Regions from separate parts of the Mus musculus genome. Here region 2 is linked to region 1. Evidence: chromatin contacts called from public promoter capture Hi-C data. All regions are on one chromosome and are shown on one strand. Each heading gives the region's core, a stretch centred on a gene start, on an enhancer-like site or on the middle of the called end of the contact. The rest is flanking DNA. Distances are from core to core; before and after follow the strand shown. Region 1 overlaps Pex11a (peroxisomal biogenesis factor 11 alpha). Region 2 has its middle 19 kb from the start of Gm44968.

Region 1 (6,436 bases), core at 926-3,425:
TGCATTAGTAGTTTGTGGTAAAATAATGTCAGGCACTCTTCTGGGATTGTACGTGTTTAGAGAGTAGCTGCTTCTGGGTGGTTATTAAGCGAGATGACCCATTTCTGGGTGCTGCTGTAAACACCTGTGCATGAGTGACCACTCGCTAATTGCTTGATTATGTAAGGACTCATTACAGTGGTTGGTTAATTCATTTAAGAGCGCCATGTGACTATCGATCACCATAGCCACTCAATCCTGCCCTTTCTCTTTGCTCTTCTTCCATAGGTGGGCTAGATGATAGACAGATGATAACGCGCTTTGCCAGAGGCTCCCTTTTAATGACTCCTTAGTCACTGTTTAGTTGCTGTGAAGAAACATGATCAAGCCATAGGAAAGCATTTAATTGGAGGCTTGCTCCCGGACTTAGCCTGTTATAACCATCATGGCTGGGAGCATGGTGACAGGGAACATGGTGGCAGGCAGAAGTGCTGCTGGAGAAGTCGATGAGAGCTATATCTTGATGGGACGTGGGGGGACAAGGAAGAAAGAAGAAGAAGGGGTGGTCTGGGGAATGGACAACTGAACCTGGGCTTTTGAAACCTCACTGCCCCACTCCTTAGTGACACACTTCTTCCAGCAGGGCCACACTTCCTAATCCTTCTATCCTATCAAAGAGTTCTACTCCCTGGTGACTAATTGCCTATTGGAACCACCATAAATGGGAAATCAAATGTCTAAGAGTGTTGAACCTGAAGGCCACGTTAACTACCCTTTAACTTCTGAAGTCTAGAGGCTCACACACATCCATGATGAACCTGGCCTGGAATAAATGCTAAGACACTCCTGGATCCGTGTGATAAGTTGTCAAGGTCACTGTCTTTTGAGCTTTTTGCAGGATCACTGTAGGGCTCCTTTCCTCCAGTAAGACTGAGCCTCAACTGACATCAGCTGCTGTGTTCTCAGTCCTTAGCTCGACACAAGACTTGTGCCTCCCATTAAGTACTAATAATGTGTTGACTCTGTGGGTTCTCTTTACAGGGTTCAGACTGGGCAACGTGTTCCATGCCATCCAGGCAACTGAGCAGAGCATCCAAGCCGCTGACCTCGCGCCCCGCTTATGCCTGACATTAGCCAACCTCAACCGCGTGGTTTATTACATCTGTGACACTGTCCTCTGGGCGAAGAGTGTGGGTCTTACCTCTGGAGTCAACAGAGAGAAATGGCAAAGGTGGGCGGCTCGCCATTACTACTACTTCCTCTTGCTGAGCCTGGTCCGGGATCTGTATGAGATCTTGCTGCAGATGGGACAAGTTGCACGTGACAGAGCAAAGAGAGAGAAATCCTCTCGGGACCCTCCTAAGTACAGCGTGGCTAATGAAGAGACTGAATGGCTCCAGTCCTTCCTCCTCCTCCTATTCCAGTCTCTAAAGCGACATCCTCCCTTGCTCCTGGACACCGTGAAGAACTTCTGTGACATCCTGATCCCTCTGAACCAGCTTGGGATCTACAAGTCCAATCTCGGCGTGGTAGGACTTGGAGGTCTCATATCCTCTTTGGCTGGTCTCCTCACGGTAGTGTATCCTCAGCTGAAACTGAAGGCCCGCTAGGGTGTTTGGAGGCTTTAAGGCTAGCAGTTCAGTGGAACAAACATTTGGTTTTGTCCCAATGTTTACTGTGCTTAATTTAAAAAAAAAAAAAAAATCATGTGAGCACCTTACCATCCTATGAGCAGAGGTAGGACCAGCAGTGGCGCATGCTACAGTAACTTCATTTCTGTTCAGGTAACATTACTGAGCATCTTTTATGTACATAGTAAGAGCCTAGTGTTGCTGGACAAATAAAGATGAAAAGGAGAGAAACCATGAAAGACCCAAAGAAACTAGAATTACAGATCAGGTTGCACAGGTCCCTGATTCCACACAAGCACACCAGGGCTGAAGCACAGCACTCCCAGCTCTGCTTAAGTTTTCCCTTTTCTCCCATCTGTTATTATCCCCCACTCCCACGGGTGTCAGGAGTGAGATGGAGGGGAGCTGGGCTCAGCGCCTGTTAACCTGCTGGTCCCGGTCATTGCTGCAGTCGTGTCCTGACCATGTCCAGTAGCCTCAGAAGAACATCAGTGCCTCTGGGGCGGAGGCTGTGTCCACAGGTAGAAGGCTCTCGGTAATGCTAGGAGCAAGCAAGAGCCACAGAAGGGACCAGAGGTGAAAGCAGGTGGGAGGTCACCGCGGCCTGTTATGTCATCCGTCACAGATAAGGACTATGACAGTACAAAACAAAGCTGATAGCACAGATTCATTGGGAGACTTTCCAGGATGATCCGCGTGATCTCGTTACCTTCAGCGGTCTTCCCGGGCTCAGAGCCCTTAGCCCCTTAACATGCCCCCGAGTCCTGGAGCTTCAGTTGATGGTTTCTGTCCCAGTCTATGAAATGCAAAGCAATCTAGACTCACCCAGGTTGGTTTGATTTAGCTACATAACAGTTTATGCAATTCCACAGTAATTTTTATCAAAATAAGAGAATTAAATTTTTTCTGTCTATAGATGTAGGAACGTCAGTTTTCTGTGACAAATCTGGTTTTCTCAGGACAACTGAGAGGGACAGGAAAGAGCAATAGGGCCAGTGGAGGGGTCGTGGGGACACCGGGTCAGTGCATTTGCCCGTGTTCACACTTCACGGTTCAGTCTTCCTGTCTTGAGTTTGGTTGGTTTAGGTGTGTGGTGTGGGAGACACTGGCCAGCAGGCGGGTCATGTCTACTAAGTGGAAATGAGAACTATGCACTAAGCAATTGTTTCCCATAAATGTGAAGGTGATTCTTGAAAAGTGGACTCAGGCCCTTGGCATTCTCTACTTTTAAAATGATAATGTGCTTTGAGAAGACTTTGGGGGCGGGGGTTGAGATTAAAGTGGCTAAAACAAGACAAATACCAGCAAATGCCTATTTGCACTGTAACTTTAATTATGTCTAATAAATTTCTAGATAAAATTGACTCCTGCGTCTGTGAGTGTGTCTGCACTGGAGTCCGTGGGAACTCAGGAATGACAAGGTGCAGGCTGGGAGGAAGGCACAGGGACTATGTTGAGGCTCTGGGTTGAGAGGTTCCCTTACAGATCTGTCCAAATCATCCCTGCTAAGATGCTCTACAGTAGCCTGGCAGGGGCTGGCCAGCTTCCTGGAGAAGCCTGCCTTCAGTGCATGGCAGTGTTGCGTGGCTGTCGCTTCTGATGCTTTGGGTCTTGCACATTAGAGACAGTGTTGGGAGGGTGGAGAACTGCCATCTTCTAGAATCTGGAATCTCAGTGGGCCCTGCTACCTCATCCTCTTATCTTTCTCCTCAGCTAACCCTCTCTACCTGGGTCCACATTTGTGAGGGATTTCAAACACTGGGAAGCCCTGGGGAGCTGTGTAGCTGGGCTTGTGGCTACTTTGTGGGTTCTTTTCTCTTCCACCCTTTTCCACCCCTCTTCCCTTTCAACCCCAACACTAGGTAGGAGAGAAAGAAATTCCCGAGTCAAGCCCAGGATAGGAAAAGGGACGACCATGTTATTAGACTACTGCCTGCTGATTCGGGGCACTGAGTTCCTCGGGGCAAGTTTGATCTTCACCATCAGGATATCTAATGTCCTCTTTTTGTCTCTTTGCACGCGACTACTTGACAAACCGCAACCAACCGCAACCAACCTCAACCAACAGCATCCAAGAATGAAGCAAATCATAGTCCCCGGCTGTTAAGCAGCCTCATATCCTCCAAACCTGGGATTGAAACGAAAACATATTCCCACACTATTTCTGTGTTCTTTAAAGAAACCAACATTGTCAGCTACAGGGCAGCACAGGGCAGCACACCAACAGTTGTGCATCACTGCTGAGCACTGACACAGCACACGTCTCAGTGCCCTGCTTGGCTTGGGGACCCACCTGTCCACAGAGTGGTCAAGACCTCTGCTCTCCTGGAGAGGAGTAGCATGAGATAGCTCCTCTGCCCATCCCCCTGTGGTGTTGGCGAACCGCCTCTCACCCTCGCCCTTAGGATCTGCCTGGCGCTTTCCCTTGTCACCTTTCACCCACATCCTAGAATCCGTACAGAAGCAGCCAAAGGACCGGCTTTGTCAGCAGAGCTTTCAGGCACAGAGCCCTATATCCTCTCTGGCCCAAAGCCACTGCCTGGGAAGGCAGGCTGCCCTTTAGCCTGGGCTGTGTCCAGATGCAAGTCTCCCAGATTACTCGTCCTGAACCTTGAAGCAAAGGCAGAGGCCACTTTACACGCTCCCCTCCTTCCCCACTGCTGTCTTACAGCCCAAAGGCTCAGACCAAGATTAATAAGTATCAAATGCATGACATATTCATTACCTCTTCTGGAAGCTCCTTGTTCCACACCCCTCCCTTTCCTGGCATCTTGTTCCCTGTTTTATTATACTGAAGATAAAATTTACTACCAAGGATCTATCGGTAGCCTTTCTCACATCCTTATTGTTTATTGCATTTATGCATTTATTTGGGGTGTGTGTGCGTGTGTGTGCGTGTGTGTGTGTGTGTGTGTGTGTGTGTGTGTGTGTGTGTGTATGTGTGTATTCGTGTGCACTTGGACACACCCGCACTTATACACATGCTCAAATGTCACAGCATGCATATGGAGGTCAAAGGACATCTTGCCAGTGTCAATTCTCTCCTTCAATTCTTTGGGACCCAGGGATTGAACTTTGCAGCCAGGCTTGGTGGCAATCACCTTGACCTGCTGAGCCATTTTGGTGACCCTACTCAGTGCCTCTCCATCCTGTTACCCATACTAACAACTTAGTAGACTCAACAACATCAACTCTGGTGAATAGGGACTAACCGTGCTGCCGTCCTCTCGTTCACTGTGATTACGAGGCCCTTTCTAGTTGGTCTAAAGACACAGCTTGGCACCACAGTGCTCCATCAACATTAATCAGAAACTAAAGTTTGAGTTTGGGCTTGAGTTCCTGTTGAGGAAGGAATAGCAACGGATAATTCTTGGCTGTCTGGGTGCTGTTGGTTGGCAAAACCAACCAACCAGCCAACCAGCCAACCAGCAACCAACCAACCAACCAACAACCAACCAACCAAACCAGCTGTCAACACCTTTACTTGTCCAGACATAAGTGAACAAAACCAAATAGTTCTCCTCCTTCTTGTTCTGGTGGCATCTCAGGCTAAGTAAAGTTCCCTCCCTCCCTCCCTCCCTCCCTCCCTCCCTCCCTCCCTCCCTCCCTCTCTCCCTCCCTCCCTCCCTCCCTCCCTCCCTCCCTCCCTCTCTCCCTCCCTCCCTCCCTCCCTCCCTCTCTCTCTCTCCCTCCCTCCCTCTTTCCTTTCCTCAGTACTGAAGATCAAACCAGGGCTTTCCACATGCCAGGTCAGAAAGCACTCTGGCATGGAGCTCCACCCCCAGCCCCTAGCTTTATGAGACACGAGCTTGCTATTTAGCTCAGGCTACCCTCAAACTGTCAATTCCATCTCAGCCTCCTGAGTTCTGGGATTACTGGCACGTGCCACAACAGCCAGCTTCAAAATGTTTTCTTTAACCCTGGGGGTTTACAGAGGATGAGACATCTCCTGCGGAGCCTGGTTACTAAGAGCTCAACTCTTACTGCTCTATCTAGTCTTTTTTTTTTTTTTTTTTTTTTTTTTTTTTTTGCAGGTAATTGATCTTGATAGCTATAGACTAACACATGAAGGTGAACCCTATCCCTGTGTGGGTTTGAATCATGCTGCTCAATAGTCATCCTTGCTAGCAAACAAGAAAGGATGGAATAATGTTTGAATATTGTTCCATAGAAACTTCTCAGGAAAGGGACCAGAGATTATAGGATGACATGTAACTTTGAGTTTAGAAGTTTAATGGCACACATTGCAGTGGCTTCTTTATGGAAAGCAATTTCTGTCCATTGAAAGCCAGAAATATTCTGGAACTTCTCTGGGCTCTGACAAATGAGTCCTTCAGCTCTGAGAACCACCTCTTTATTGCCTAAACATCCCCCATAGAAGTTAGGGTGAGCCCAGGGGACACCCTGGGTCAGACAGCTAAGGCAATGGGCCGGCCCAGCTTTCTCTTCCTCTTTGCCCTCCTCTAGCTGGGAGGTCTGAGAGGCATTGCCCAAGATTCCCTGGAGTGGCTGCAAGTGTTTCTGAGGAGGAGACCTTCCACAGCTGGGCTGTCTGAGACTGAGGTGGCGGTCTGCTGCAGTGAGTGTGGGGTCCTTGGGCGTCTGCCTTACCTAGCTGCTTTCTCGGTGTTACAGGCAAGGAGCTGGGAGAAAGAGCACCTGGGGGAAATGACCAAGGGGTGCAGAGATCTGCAGGGGGACCCCTGAGGAGAAGAATGAGAGACCAGGGGCACAGAGGGACCGGTGGCTTACCCATAAGACAGCTCTCTGAGAGAAGGCTTAACCTTGCTGGCAAGGTGAAGAAAAGACTAAGCTCTACCTAACAC
Region 2 (6,935 bases), core at 537-3,036, 1.5 Mb before region 1:
TCCAGGCACTGCCCAAGAACACTTAGTTCCCTTGAAAGTAGCATGCTTTGATATAGTTTGTTTCTTCTCTAATTGAGCCCATTGACAAAAAAAAAAAAAAAAAAAAAAAAAAAAGCCAGTAAAAACCTGCTGAGAATATAAACAAGTGTTTCCTCTAAAAATACAAATGGGGCTCAGTGGGTAAGAGCACCCGACTGCTCTTCCGAAGGTCCAGAGTTCAAATCCCAGCAACCACATGGTGGCTCACAACCATCCGTAAGGAGATCCGACTCCCTCTTCTGGAGTGTCTGAAGACAGCTACAGTGTACTTACATATAATAATAAATAAATCTTTAAAAAAAAATACAAATACAAATGAATCTTGGTGAGAAAGATGTTATTTCAGGAAATAAAAGCCAAAGTGCAGCACCAGCGAAGAGGTTAACAACCTGCAGCAATCAGGTTCCTTTCTCCACCAAGTGAGTCCTGGGTATCAAACTCCAAATTCAGGAGTCCTTCCCTGCTGTGCTCTCTCTGCTCTCTGCTCCTTGTTTTGAGATGGTGTCATACACTATAGCCCACACAATAGGTTGTCCAGGCTGCCCTTGGAACTCCCCAGAGCTGGGATTATAGGCATGAGCTACCACACAAGGCCTGGGTTTCCCATTCCTAAAGGACTTCTGTCTTTTCTGGAAAGAGAAAGAAGCTATGCTGGGGCTGGGAGGGCGGTTGGGGTGCATGGGTGGGTGGGTGGGTGAGATTATGTCCTGGTGTCAGATGGAGCTGAGTGGCTCCCGAATCAGTCTGTGGGAAGCTTTGTGACCTGGGGCCCTCCACCATGTTCAGCTATATGACAGGCAGAGTCATCGAGTACAAAGTATTTCCTGTCCGTTAGGTGTCTGCAGCTTTGCATGCGGCAGTGGGCAGCCCCAGTCTGTGGAACATCACCTGTCTTACAGGAAAGAGAAATGAGGAGTCTCATCTTGCAATGACAGGAAAGGTGTTTGTGTAGATGACAATATGGCTGTGTAGGAACTTGAACAAACAGTTCTTGGTAAACTATCTTTCTCTTGTGGCTTTGAACAGGGGTGGCAAGGGTTGACAGGTTGGAGGGCTTCTTGGGAAAACTGAGAGTGCCTCTTTTGGTGACTTCATGCTGATCCCTACCAGGAGACGACAGATATTTGACTGGTTAGATTGGGCCAAGCTTCCCAGTAGACCAGTGCTTAGTTAGCTTCTCCATTGCTCTGATAAACCCTTCTAACCAAAAGCACCTGGGGGAGAGAGGAATTTACTTCATCTCATGTTTACCAACTCACAGTCCATCTCTGAAGGAAGTCAGGCCAGGAACCTGGAAGCAGAAACCTGGAGGCAGGAAAGGAAGCAGACACCTTTGCCAAATGTTGTTTACTGGCTTGCTCAGAGGTCCCAATCAGGCTCGGAAAACCTGGAGGCCTTTGAAGAGCCACTGGTCCTCATTAGAAGCCTGGAAACACCATTCTGAGACCAGGGAAAGCAGCAGCAGCGGCAGGATAAATCAGCCCAGTGACAAGAGCGAAGGCCAACCGTATAAAAGGTCAATATACTTCCTTCTGCCATGCTGTGTTACCAAGGCTCGTACCAGAAGGTGCCGCCCACACTGGGGGGTGGGTACTACCACATCAATTAAGCCAATCAGGACAGTTTCTCAGATGAGGCTCCCCACTCAGGTGATTCTAACTTGTGGCCAGTTGCTAGTAACCCTAACCGACCCAACCAGGTCACCGCGGGCAGAAAGGCTCTCCACAATAGACCTGCCTTTTCCCAGCTCTTGTGCCAGTGAGTCTGAGGCTGGAAGCTGCCGTGCTCCATCTGGCTCTCTCCCCACACGGCTCAGGACTCAGTCTTTCGTTAAGTCTCTATGGCCAGTGGAGAGTTATTCTCCGTTTAGACTTTGCTAGAATGGTCCCATTATAGGACCTCCGTCAACCCCATCAGCCCCATGTTAACATAAAACAAGGAGTGCATGGGAGATGGGCACTGGGTTGATAATATTCTCTCCCCCACCCCTCGTCCATTACATGTAATGCCATCCCTTGTTTTGTTTGTGCTTCATGTCCACTGGCAGGGTACATGTAACAGAGATTCCAAAAAACAAGTCAGGTATGTATTCCCCTCAAATGACGTCTAGATACTCTGTTACTCTAGAACAGTGGCTCTCAACCTTCCTAATGCTGCGACCCTTTAATACAATTTCTTATGTTTTGGTGACCCTAATCCTAAAATTGCTTTCGTTGTAACTTCACAACTGTAATCTCGCAGCTGTTATGAATTGTAATGCAAACATCGGATATGCAGGATATCTGACATGTGACCCATGTGAAAGGGTCATGACCCATAAGTTAAAAACCACTGGTCTAGACTGTCTTTTAGTCTATTAGGGTTTGAATGTGAAGTATCCTTCCAAAGGCCCATGTGCTGAAGGTTCTGTGCCCAGGACATAGAGTCAATCATGAAGATTTAATTGGATCCAGAGGCCCCTAACCTCATCAGTGGGTCAGTGCATTGATGGATTCCAATTCTATGCCTCTATCGGAAGGTGGAGGAAGCTAGGAGGTAGGAGTCTGATTGGAGTAAGTGGGTCATCTTTGAGAAAGCAATGGGTGAGCCTTTGAAGGGAATACCTTGTCCCTGATGGCTTCCTGTCTCTGTGTTTTCTTGCTACTAGGTAAGTGGCTTTGCCCCACCATGCTTTCTTTGATACATGCTCTGCCTCAACACAAGCCCGTGACAAGCAAGCAACCTCAGAGAGAAGCCTCTGAAGTCATGTTCCAAACCATGCCTTTCCCCTCCAAGGCTGTGGGTCTCAGGTACTGTGCAGAGCACCGAGGAAGCGCTCAGGAGCACAGTCTTATGGCAGCCTCTCTTCAGGGATTCGACTTCTTCTCACGTGAGTCTGCCCTATCCCTAGCAGGCTCTCTTTCGCCTCCTCGTAGAAGATGGCTCCCCTTCCTATCTGCATCCCAACCTTTGTGAAACACAGATGCAGAAAGGACCAGGCACATGGGTGGTGAGCCCTCATCTAAGGCAGGGTCAACAAAGTAGGGCTTGTTTTTGTGTTTTGTGAGGCGTAATGGGCATGATGTGCACATACGTATAAAGGCCAGAGGTCAGCATCGAGTCGCTCTCAGCTGCCCTTCCATCTTGTTCCAGTGAGACAGCGTCTCTCACTAATCCTGAAACCATCCAATGCGTCTTGGGTGGCAGGTCAGCCAGCCCCAGATACCCCTCTGTCTCCGTGTTTCCCCTCAACAGGTGCATTCAGCATGCCCAGCTTTTTACATGGGTTCGAGGGATTTGAACTCATGTCTTTTTGCTTGTACCACAAGCACTTCGCCAACTGACCCATCTCCTCAGCCCAGAACCTCATTCTGTAAACATAGTTTGTCAAATTTTTATTCAAATTATGATTTTAGTTATTCAAATAAACTAAAATGTTATACTCTCGTTTGTATAAGTACTCATTGTGCATGGCTGATTTTAAACTACAGTGGTTATCTATCTGCGATGGAGATAATAAGACCTCCACTGTTTACTATCTGACCCATTCCATTACTTTTCTGGTGGTTGTAACCTGCAGGATGAAGGATTTAATTTAGTGCCCAGTTTAAGGGAGTGCAGTCCATCGTGGGGAGCATTGGTGATGGAAATATGCAGTAGAAACTCTTAACTGTCTAGGCAGACTGGAATGCAGAGAGCAGGGACTCCTGGTGCTCAGCGGATGGTGCAGCTCACACCAGGGTGGGTCTTTCTCCCTCAGTTACCCTGTCTTCACATCTCCCCATAGACACATCCAGAGGTATGTCTTCCAGACTAGTCCAACTCTGGTCAAGCTAGCAATGACGATTAACTATCATATCCATTAAGGAAACCTCTGCCCAGCCTTCCTCTAAAGGCATGACACTACAGTCAGCTTGGTTGGCTTCAGCTCACCCTGTGGGCCAGACCTTCATTATCTGACCACCTGCCACACCAAACCCAGTAGAATCTATGGGACAAGTTCCACAGACTGAGGTGGTAGACTTCAAAAGAAGGAGGTCTCCTGGAGCCGGTTGTGGAACTCTTGGCAGGAGCAAAATATCGAGCCGTAGTTCTCATGGCAATCTATCTGTTTTGTTTTCTCTTTTTTTTTTTTTTTTTTTTAAAGATTTATTTATTTATTATAAGTACACTGTAGTTGTCTTCAGACACTCCGGAAGAGGGAGTCAGATCTCATTAGGGGTGGTTTTGAGCCACCATGTGGTTGCTGGGATTTGAACTTTGGACCTTCAGAAGAGCAGTCGGGTGCTCTTACCCACTGAGCCATCTCACCAGCCCCCTGTTTTGTTTTCTCTTATTCCTTTTCTTATTTACATGTTCCTGGTAGCCTAGGCCTAGATCTTAAGCAAGAATAATGGGTAAGAAACCATCCCTTGAGATGGGGTCACTAACATGACCTTATCCCCAGGGAAACCAACACTTTACTTTATAAATCACTTACAAAATTATATAATAGTATTAAGACAGATAAAAACATTCCCAACAATAAAATTTCATATGGCTACACTTGTGTCATCAGAGGTAGGGTTTGATATATGGTAAAGAAAGCCTTAATTAGAAAGAATTAAAATAGTTTAAACTTATGTGTTGAAGATTTATAAAATATCAGGCATTAGATGTTAAAAAATATTTGACCATAAAGATTTATTAACCTGCTCTTGGAAATATGCCACCAGCCTTGGATGACTGCCCCAGTGAATACACCCTCTCAGAGTTGTTATGCTTGGATGATCTCTATTAATCATGATGTCACCTGTTCTGTTTGTGATTCACTGAGTACATCTTTTCAGAGTTGTAATATTTGCTTGATTTTTGTGCTTTACTGTGCCAAATGATAATGATGGTATTTGTGATTGCTTCACTGAACACATCTTCTAAGGGTTGTAATATTTGTTCTTTGAATGTATAAAACCCCTGCTTGAGAGCTGCAAAATACACTTAGATTCAAACTGCCTCTGTGTTTGTTTCTGTTTGTCACTGCCGAATCCTTACCCACCTAGCTTCGAGGACCCTCATTCCAAGGACCCCCATACCCGACTGGGATGGTCTGTGGCAACCACTTAGCCACAAGGAGGTTGGGAAATGGCATCTGCATCCTAACTGTTCTAGTCGGAGATTCTAGTGCTGTGATTTAAAAACAAAACAAACTAGAGACAGAGACTGAAGCAGGGGCTATGGAGGGGTGCTGCTTACTGGCTTGCTCTCCATGGCTCGCTCAGTCTGCTTTCTTATACAAGCCAGGACCACCAGCTCAGGGACAGCATGGCCCCCAGTGAGCTCTGTCCTTCCACACTAATCATTAATTAAGAAAACCCCTCAAAGATTTGCCTCTAAGTTAGTCTGTCTGATAGAGGCATTTTTTCAGAGGATTTCTTCCCAGACAAAGCTAACTTGTGTCAAACTGACAAAACAAAACAAAACAAAACAAAACAAAATAAAACAAAACAAAACAAAACAAAACAAAACAAAAAACCCAACCAGGACAATGCCCATGAACATTCGACTATAGATATTACCAAAGTGGGGAAGAGACAGTAACCATTGAATATCCAACTTCTATAGTTGGTCATTGTCCTTTAGAAAGACACTGGTATCTAAAGCTTTATAAATTCCTATCTGGGTCAGTGAAATGCATGGGAGGAGGGGGCAAGTGAAGGGCTGGGGTATGCTGGCTGCCAAGTCCAACAACACACACACACACACACACACACACACACACACACTATAATTCTTAGAAATGAGTAAGGCTCTCCATTTTCATTCGCAGTCATGTTGACTTCACTGGTCACTGCTGCCTTTCCTCCCTCACTGGGATGTGTTGTCCTGGCAGAGGCTCTGTGCCACATCTGGTTTCCCTTCCAGTGTCCTTCCTGAAAACTTGTATCTTAAGTGTGGAATAAGTACCTACCCATGCTGGCCTCCCTTCTTTTCCCATCATAAAGTCTCCCTTGGGGGCTAAGAGACGGTTCAGCAGTAAAGAACACTCACTCTCTTGCAGAGGACTTGAGTTCAGTTCCCATAAGTCATATTAGGTGGCTCCAACTGCCTATAACTCCAGGGCAAGGAGATTCAGAGCCCTCTCCTGGCCTTGGCAGGCAATTGCACTCATGTTCACATACACAGACACAGACACATGATTAAAAAAATCAAGTCCCTATTGGCCCAGTTTCCCCCCACCTCACTATTCCATGTTATTGTCAGAACTTGTCCAAAATGGCAATAACCCTCCACCTTTGGGAATATAAAGTAACTACCAGGTAAATTAGGAATTGGTTATGACCTTGAATGGTAACCAAGCAGGGCATCCTAATATATAAAGTTCTATTCCCTCCATTCCTGTACCATCATATCTCTAGGCCCCTGTGTAATCTAATCCAGAACTTTATCCCACAATGACGACCCCTCTGGAGTTCACATGTTCAACATGCAAGCCCCAAGGGTTGAGAACTTCAGCAGCGATCAGTGGTCTCTCCTCAGTCTTTTTCCTAAGAACTCTGCTCTTCTGAGAACCCTGCTAAGGCCATATCCAGTTTTTAGCCCCATTACATCATCTTGGTTACACCCATGAGGTCATCTTTACCACACTATGCTCTGGCTTCATTGCAGACTTGCCTGTGACTCACAAGCTGCCTGTGTTGGGATACAGAATAGTTAAAATCAGGTCTGGGGGATTTCTGCAACTTTGCTGTGAGTTACTTGATGAACAATTGAAAGAACTAAAGGTCTTGGCCTCCAAGAGGGGGACCCTAGATGGCCACCATCTTTAAACAGTTGATGAGGACTCATTGACAAGATGGCTAAACTTTGCTTGCTGCCAAGCCTGAAGACTTAAGTTTGATCCCATGGTGGAAGAAGAGAACTGTCTTCTGCAAGTTGCC

The links. Promoter capture Hi-C pulls out the DNA fragments that hold promoters and counts their contacts.
Region 2: a promoter capture Hi-C map of liver shows a contact between it and region 1, with 2.7 times the contacts expected there. The contact joins two enhancer-like sites. A contact is called at or near these places in 3 of 39 promoter capture datasets (liver and pre-B cells) and 1 of 9 other capture datasets (adipose tissue).

Annotation. Positions count from the first base shown.
Region 1 is chr7:79,732,495-79,738,930 of GRCm38.p6, reverse strand. It overlaps Pex11a (peroxisomal biogenesis factor 11 alpha), which reads left to right. Exons shown (of 3, transcript NM_011068.2): 3 at 1,021-2,973. The coding sequence ends at 1,589. Plin1 (perilipin 1) reads left to right here and starts at 6,155. Exons shown (of 9, transcript NM_001113471.1): 1 at 6,155-6,189. Within about 2 kb of position 2,175, at least 4 of the 459 cell types and tissues checked have an H3K27ac peak or open chromatin away from gene starts, as enhancers often do. A contact at or near this core is called in liver, where this site is marked.
Region 2 is chr7:81,184,047-81,190,981 of GRCm38.p6, reverse strand. No RefSeq gene overlaps it. Among named protein-coding and RNA genes, the nearest start is that of Gm44968, 19 kb to the left of the region's middle. Within about 2 kb of position 1,786, at least 11 of the 459 cell types and tissues checked have an H3K27ac peak or open chromatin away from gene starts, as enhancers often do. A contact at or near this core is called in liver, where this site is marked.